Linked DNA regions of Arachis hypogaea: region 1 is linked to region 2. The links are chromatin contacts, called in public Hi-C maps. All regions are on one chromosome and are shown on one strand. Each heading gives the region's core, a stretch centred on a gene start, on an enhancer-like site or on the middle of the called end of the contact. The rest is flanking DNA. Distances are from core to core; before and after follow the strand shown.

What was found. A called contact is a pair of places that touch in the nucleus more often than the background predicts.
Region 1: a Hi-C map of leaf shows a contact between it and region 2, with 2.0 times the contacts expected there. The contact joins the promoter of LOC112790284 here to the enhancer-like site in region 2. A contact is called at or near these places in 2 of 8 Hi-C or Micro-C datasets (leaf and an unstated tissue).

What each region holds. Positions count from the first base shown.
Region 1 is chr3:36,448,627-36,451,705 of arahy.Tifrunner.gnm2.J5K5, reverse strand. LOC112790284 (lysM domain-containing GPI-anchored protein LYP6) reads right to left here and starts at 1,772. Exons shown (of 5, transcript XM_025832613.3): 1 at 1,017-1,772; 2 at 748-862; 3 at 498-659; 4 at 336-367; 5 at 1-205. The coding sequence starts at 1,689.
Region 2 is chr3:36,316,453-36,319,805 of arahy.Tifrunner.gnm2.J5K5, reverse strand. No RefSeq gene overlaps it. Among protein-coding and RNA genes, the nearest start is that of LOC112793997, 21 kb to the left of the region's middle. Within about 2 kb of position 1,700, at least 2 of the 3 cell types and tissues checked have open chromatin away from gene starts, as enhancers often do.

The sequences.
Region 1 (3,079 bases), core at 523-3,022, 130 kb before region 2:
AAGTGTAGCATACGACAGATGAGTGAGAACAGATGGAGCCTTCTCTCATGGTCATAGTCATAGTTATAGGCATGAGTCATTAGAGCAGCCTCAGAAACAGGCAAGGGGAATAGGCTTGGGCTTGGGCCTGGAGACAAAACAAATGGGTCTGCCAAATATGGTGCTGAGGGTTGCCAACATGTTGCTCCACTAGAGCTTTTATTATCTGCCCAAAAGAACACAGATAAAATAAAATTAATAAAATAAAGACATTAAAGAATGATAAAATAAAAAAAAAACATTTCACATCAGAATTCTGAAATTTCTGCTGCTCTTGCTATATATGAAGAAGTTACCCGGACATTGCAGATAAGAAGAGTTTATCAGACTGCAAAATTCAAAACAAAGAACGTGTTGCTACAAGAAGACAAAAAAACTTGAAGCCAAAATAGAAAATTTTTTTTGGGTAGGTCTTTAGGATTCTGCTATGCAGAGGTTTATTGAATTTATTTGCTTACCTACTCAGAATTTTTCCACCCCTATGGCCACGGTACACACATTGGGTGACATTGCATCCAGCATTGGAATATTCCAGATGTTCATCCCCAATAGCAAGATTGGATCCCTTGCAACGTAAATTATAGCAAGGTACATCCATTCCAGAAGGAAAACATTGCATCCTAGCCATATTCAAGACATAGCTTATCGATCAACAAGCATTAAAATTCGTTATTGTTACTAAGAGTGAATTTGCATATGGTTGCTTACTTGAGACCCTGTGGAGCACAAGTGCATTTAATACAGTTGGTGGCAGTTAAAGCATATGAGCCATTTGGGACTATCAAACTCTCATTGTACCAATTCAGAGTAGCTGATGAACATGCTGCAAAGGACGTTACAATTTTCTACACAAGATATGTCATCAATCATTATAGGTGTGATTACTCACACAAGGATTAAATAATTTGACATGTTTGGCGTGTAAGTAAATATAGTAGTTCTTAATGTAACTTTGTATAAGATTTTTAGGTAGGTACCTGGAATAGGAATCGATAGAATATCGCCAGGTAGAACGGTAGGTTGTCCAAGACCGTTAACAAATTCCAAATCAGAAACAGTTGTACCAAAATAAGCCGCCACGCTTCCCAGTGTCTCCCCTTTCTGAACCACATAGGACATATAAACCGCACTTTCCCCATTATTCTGGTTCTTCATGCAACTGCACGGCAACGGTATAACTACCACATCTCCATCCACCAAAGGCACGCCTTTGTTGAAACTCCTAATTTGATCTGCAGTAACAAGCCCTCCATAACCCTCTGATATCGATTCCAGTGTGTCCGATGCTTTCACCCTGTACACTGCTGACACCGACCTTCTGATTCCATCCACGCACTGACACGTGGCTGGTATCTTCACCGTTGATCCTGCTCTCACGATTTCGTTGCCGCACGATGCTGTTATTGGGAAGGCAGAGTTTGCGGCCATGATATCTGAGACGTTCACGTTGAAGCGTGTTGCTATTTCGGATAGCATTGAGTCCCATGGCAAGAGGTATGAGAGAAGTGAGGGGCATGCCTGGGAGGAGTTGCATGGTTCTATTGTTGATTTTGTTTCAACTACACCTACAATAATTAGGGAGCACAATGAGATCATCTTAAGAGCTGAATCTTTGAACTGCTGCTGCTGCTGCACATTGTTTCTCATCATTCTTTTCGTTGATGAATTATCCAAGAGAGATAAAAAATATATTAGTTTTTAGAATAATGATGTATATCTAAATTTTTGTTGTTAACTAAATTCAATTAAATTAGTCTAATATATCGATTATTGTTAGTATTGTTTTAAATTTTATTGTTTAATTTAATTAAACTTGATTAAAAAAAATTTAGATAGATATATAGCATTACTCTAATTTTTATTAGTTCTGTCATCAATAATTAAATTGGTCCCCAAGTGTTAGGTGAAAACACGTGATGGCCTAAATTCAATGTATGCATGTCAATGTATATATATTCCAGAGAAATAACTATAGGAATCAACTTTAAATCAGTTAATATAACATTATTCTTTAAATAATTTTTAAGGATATAGAATTTACGGTTAAAATTTAAAATTTAAGATTTTAAATTTAAAATTAAAAAATTAATTGATATTGGTTAAAAAAACAGTCTCCTAGTTAAACTCTGTTGGCTATATGCTATAACTGCAACATTATTATTCGCCATGTAACAGAGTTTTTTTTCTATATATATTTTATGTCGTGAGAGAAGAGGTCCACCATTTGGAAATCGAATTGATTGTCCATGGCCTCATGGCATGGCCATGCAGTTATTATGCCATGCTGCTGAATTCAAGTTCGCATTAAAAAAGAAAGCAGCAGAATTTGATATGAACAGCCATCTTCATCAGAATCTTGTCTGCTTGTATAAGTAGTTAGTTATAGGAATAAGAATTGTTTTGATCTCTAACGTTGAGGGTCAGAATCGAAATCGTCCCTTGTGTAATTTTGAATTTAAAATCATCCTTAATGTTGCATTTCATTTTAAAATCGTCCTTTCTAATAAATTTTTTTTTAAATGACAAAAATACCCTTTTTTTACCATTTCATTCTTCTTCTTCCAGGAGAAGAAATTCTCTTCTTCTTCAAGAAGAACAAATTCTTCTTTCATTTTTCTTCCATTAACAAATTCTTGTTGTCATTAACACACTCAAGATTCAGCCATTCAACCTTCCTCCTCTTGGTATCTCACTTCATTCATTCATTTTGTTTCACTCAAATTCATTTTTGGTGTCTCACATTTATTCTACAATCTGCTGTTCTAAATTAAAGGATCCATAATTCAGAAATCAAAAACAACAACAAAACCAAAAACAACAAAAAGCAATAGCAATTCAGAAATCAAAACAACAACAAAACCAACAATAAAATTAGGAAATTAGAGATTATGATGAACAAATCTATTATTCAAATCCAGATTCAACAAATCAAAATCAGCTTCAACAAATCAACACACAATAATGATAAAATCAAAAAATAACAAATTAAAATCAGAAGATGCAAACCCAGAAGTAGAAGATGCAGAAGTAGAAGCACTCA
Region 2 (3,353 bases), core at 451-2,950:
CAATTTGGTGGATTAACAATGGAACAAGGATTAATTTCTGTTGAGTTCTTATCAATTTCTGTTGCTTTGGCATTCATCCAACTACTGTTCATATTAAATAAAATTAGACAAAGTCAAAATTATCCTTATCTTAACCTCTTTTTGTTTATTGAAATGCTTCTTGATAGTATGAAAATATCTTTCTAATCGTTGTTTGAAACTAAAAATATAGTAAAATTTTAGCACTTCACAGGTGTAAGCTTAGTTTTTTTAAATAATATAGTTTTACCTAAAATAAATCTTAATGTTAATTTGACATCTTTGAAAAATTGCATAATGTAAATTTTTATTTTTTAAATTGTAAAATAATATTTAGATCTTTCAAATAAAATTAATTCTATAAAAATAAATTTATATCAATATCCATTTACAATGTAAACACTCATTTAATCTCTGGATTGTTAAATATCTTAAAGTGTATGTAGATGTGTGGTGCTCTCTAACTATCATTATTATCAAAATTAGATTGTACTGGTGAATTCGACTAAAAAACTGATAAATCAAAAAATTCGGTCAGTTTAGTTCACTATATTAACCATTTTTTGTATTTAAACTATTAAAAAGCAATTAACGACGGTCAAACTTGTCAAAATCCGGCAAATTTGCGTGAAGTCACATCCAAAAATTCGTACTGGTCCACCATGCATAAAAGTTAAAAACATAGTTATCAGAATCGAATTGAATTGGCCGATTCGACTATAAAACCTCCGATCGAATCGATGGTCTAGCCAATTCGATTAATGAATTAGACCGAATTTGTAATTGAACCGATCAACGATAGTCAAATCAATTAAAAATCGATTGGCTGCACTAGATTCGCATGGGTCCACGATATACCCGTGCACTACCGAACTATCATAGGAGCTCCCGTCCACTACAACTCAAAAAATGTTGACAATGAGGTTCAAACACAGGGTAGGGTGTATACAACGCCTCCTTTGTCGCTATGCTATCTTATTTCTTAATAATATATGTGACAATATATAAATATATAATAAACTATAAATAAATTTTTTTTATCCTTTTAAATATGGATTGACATGGATACCAAATAAATAGTAACACATGGAATCAAACATATATATATATATATATATATATATATATATATATATATATATATATATATATATATAACACCTTCAATTAAAATTATTTTGTATTTATTTAATTTAATTTTAATTTTATATTTATTTTTATTAAATTTTGTAATTAATAATTATACATAATTTGTAAAATAAATATTAAATTTTATTAAATATTTATAAATTAAAATATTCTTAATTAATAACAACATATTTTTCTATGATCATATAATATATTTTTTTATAAATACTTAATGTATATTATAAATATAATCTAATTAATAAATTATTGAAATTCAGAAATAATAATAAATTTAATACAAAAATAAACTAAGAAATATTTATTATAAATAAAATAAAATACTTTTATATAAATATTTAATTGTAATTAAATTAATCAATTTCATTAATAAACAAACGGTTGAGGCAGTGATTCAATCATTCAATAATTTAATATTCGAACAAAATTAATTATCATTTGGATTTCTATAGTTACACTCCTATTCCTTCCTATTGCAAAACAAAGCAAGAAGTGCATCACCCGCATTGGTGCTGACGCAATTGGAACATCTGTCCTTGACATCAGCATTCATATTAGTCTCTAACGACCAATCCAACGGCTCATCCGCCCTCTTCTCAAAGTCATCTAACGATATGTACCATATCTTCCACTTTCATATAAAATCTTAATAAATTATATTTTTTCTTTTTTTCAAGTTATATATAAGTTTTCATCAATAGTATATTAAAAAGATTGGTTAGAAAAATAAAAACAAAAATTTTATTTTTGTAATATATTTAATATATAAAATTTAAAATTAATATTTATTTTATATTTTTATCAAAACTTTTCACTTAAAATATCCTTAGCAAGATATATATAAGTCATTTTAAAAAAAAATCCTTAATTAAATTGTCATCCAAATGTTAATTCTAACTCATTTAATGTAATATCTGTTGTCAAAATATTTAAGTGAATAAAAATTTAAGAGTTCAATTTTAATATATTAAATATAAAAATCATTCCTTTATTTATTAAATATTTAATTATTTATAAATAGGAAATCATTTTTTTATATATTAAATATTAAAAGTACTATTCATATACTAAAATTTATTAATAAAACTAATTATTAATATATTTATGTATAAATATATATAATTTAATTTATTTTAATATATTTATATTTAAATATATAATTTATACTAATAACTAATTTTGATAATTAATTTTAATGTACATATAATATAATTAATAAATATTTATATATTAAATATACGATTAATTTAGGAATTTAATTTTAATATATTAAATTATCATTTCTTTCTTTCTACTCCTCTGAAAGAAGTGGGTACGCAGTATGCAAAAAAAGTTGAAATAGAAAAAAATTCCAATGGGATATTGGAATGTCAATGAAGTAATTTCTCAACAAAAAGACTGCAACCAGTGTCATCATCACTTTTCCACAAGACCATATATATTTCACGCCCTTCCTGCTATTTGTGGATCTGAATTCCGCTCTTCGCTCCCTTCCCTCCTCCCCCCTCTCTTCCCTTGGATATGGTTATGGAAGTGCAGAACACTGCCAGAAAGAGGCTCGCTGTGGAGGAGGCAAGAGAAGGAGAGGACCCTGCCAGAATCAAGAAGCTGAAGAAGGGGGAGGAGCAAGGAGAGGACGCCGAGGCAGCTCCCAAGGATGAAGAGGTGGAGGAGTTCTTCGCCATACTGAGGAGGATGAAGGTGGCCGTTGATTACTTCGACCAGAAAGGGAAGGGTGGCAGGGAATGGAGGAGGGAGCTCCTCGAGCAAACTGAGGACGCGCTGGACGACGTCGACGGGCGTGAAAATGACGCTTTCGCCGTTAACAAGAGCACCGGCAGCCGGGAGGTAAGAGTGAGTGATGATTTTGATTTGAACGCCATGGCTCCTGAAGCCGCCGCCGATGGGTAGTTATATATTTCTATAGCAAATTGAAAGTGTGACCTTCAGTTTATCTGTCGGAGAAAAAAAAAATTTTTTAAAAGAATGCTAATATTATTCTTGTTAATAAACATTGAAATAAACTATATTGTATTGTAAATACTAAATAACATCTCTCAAATCAAGAAAAATACTATTTCTCATTTTCTCTTTTCATAATTGTTATGAAACATTAGAAATTTAGAACTATACTAGTTAAAACTAAAGAGGGCTGAGAAAGGAGGTCATCTTGTTATAATAGGGGATCA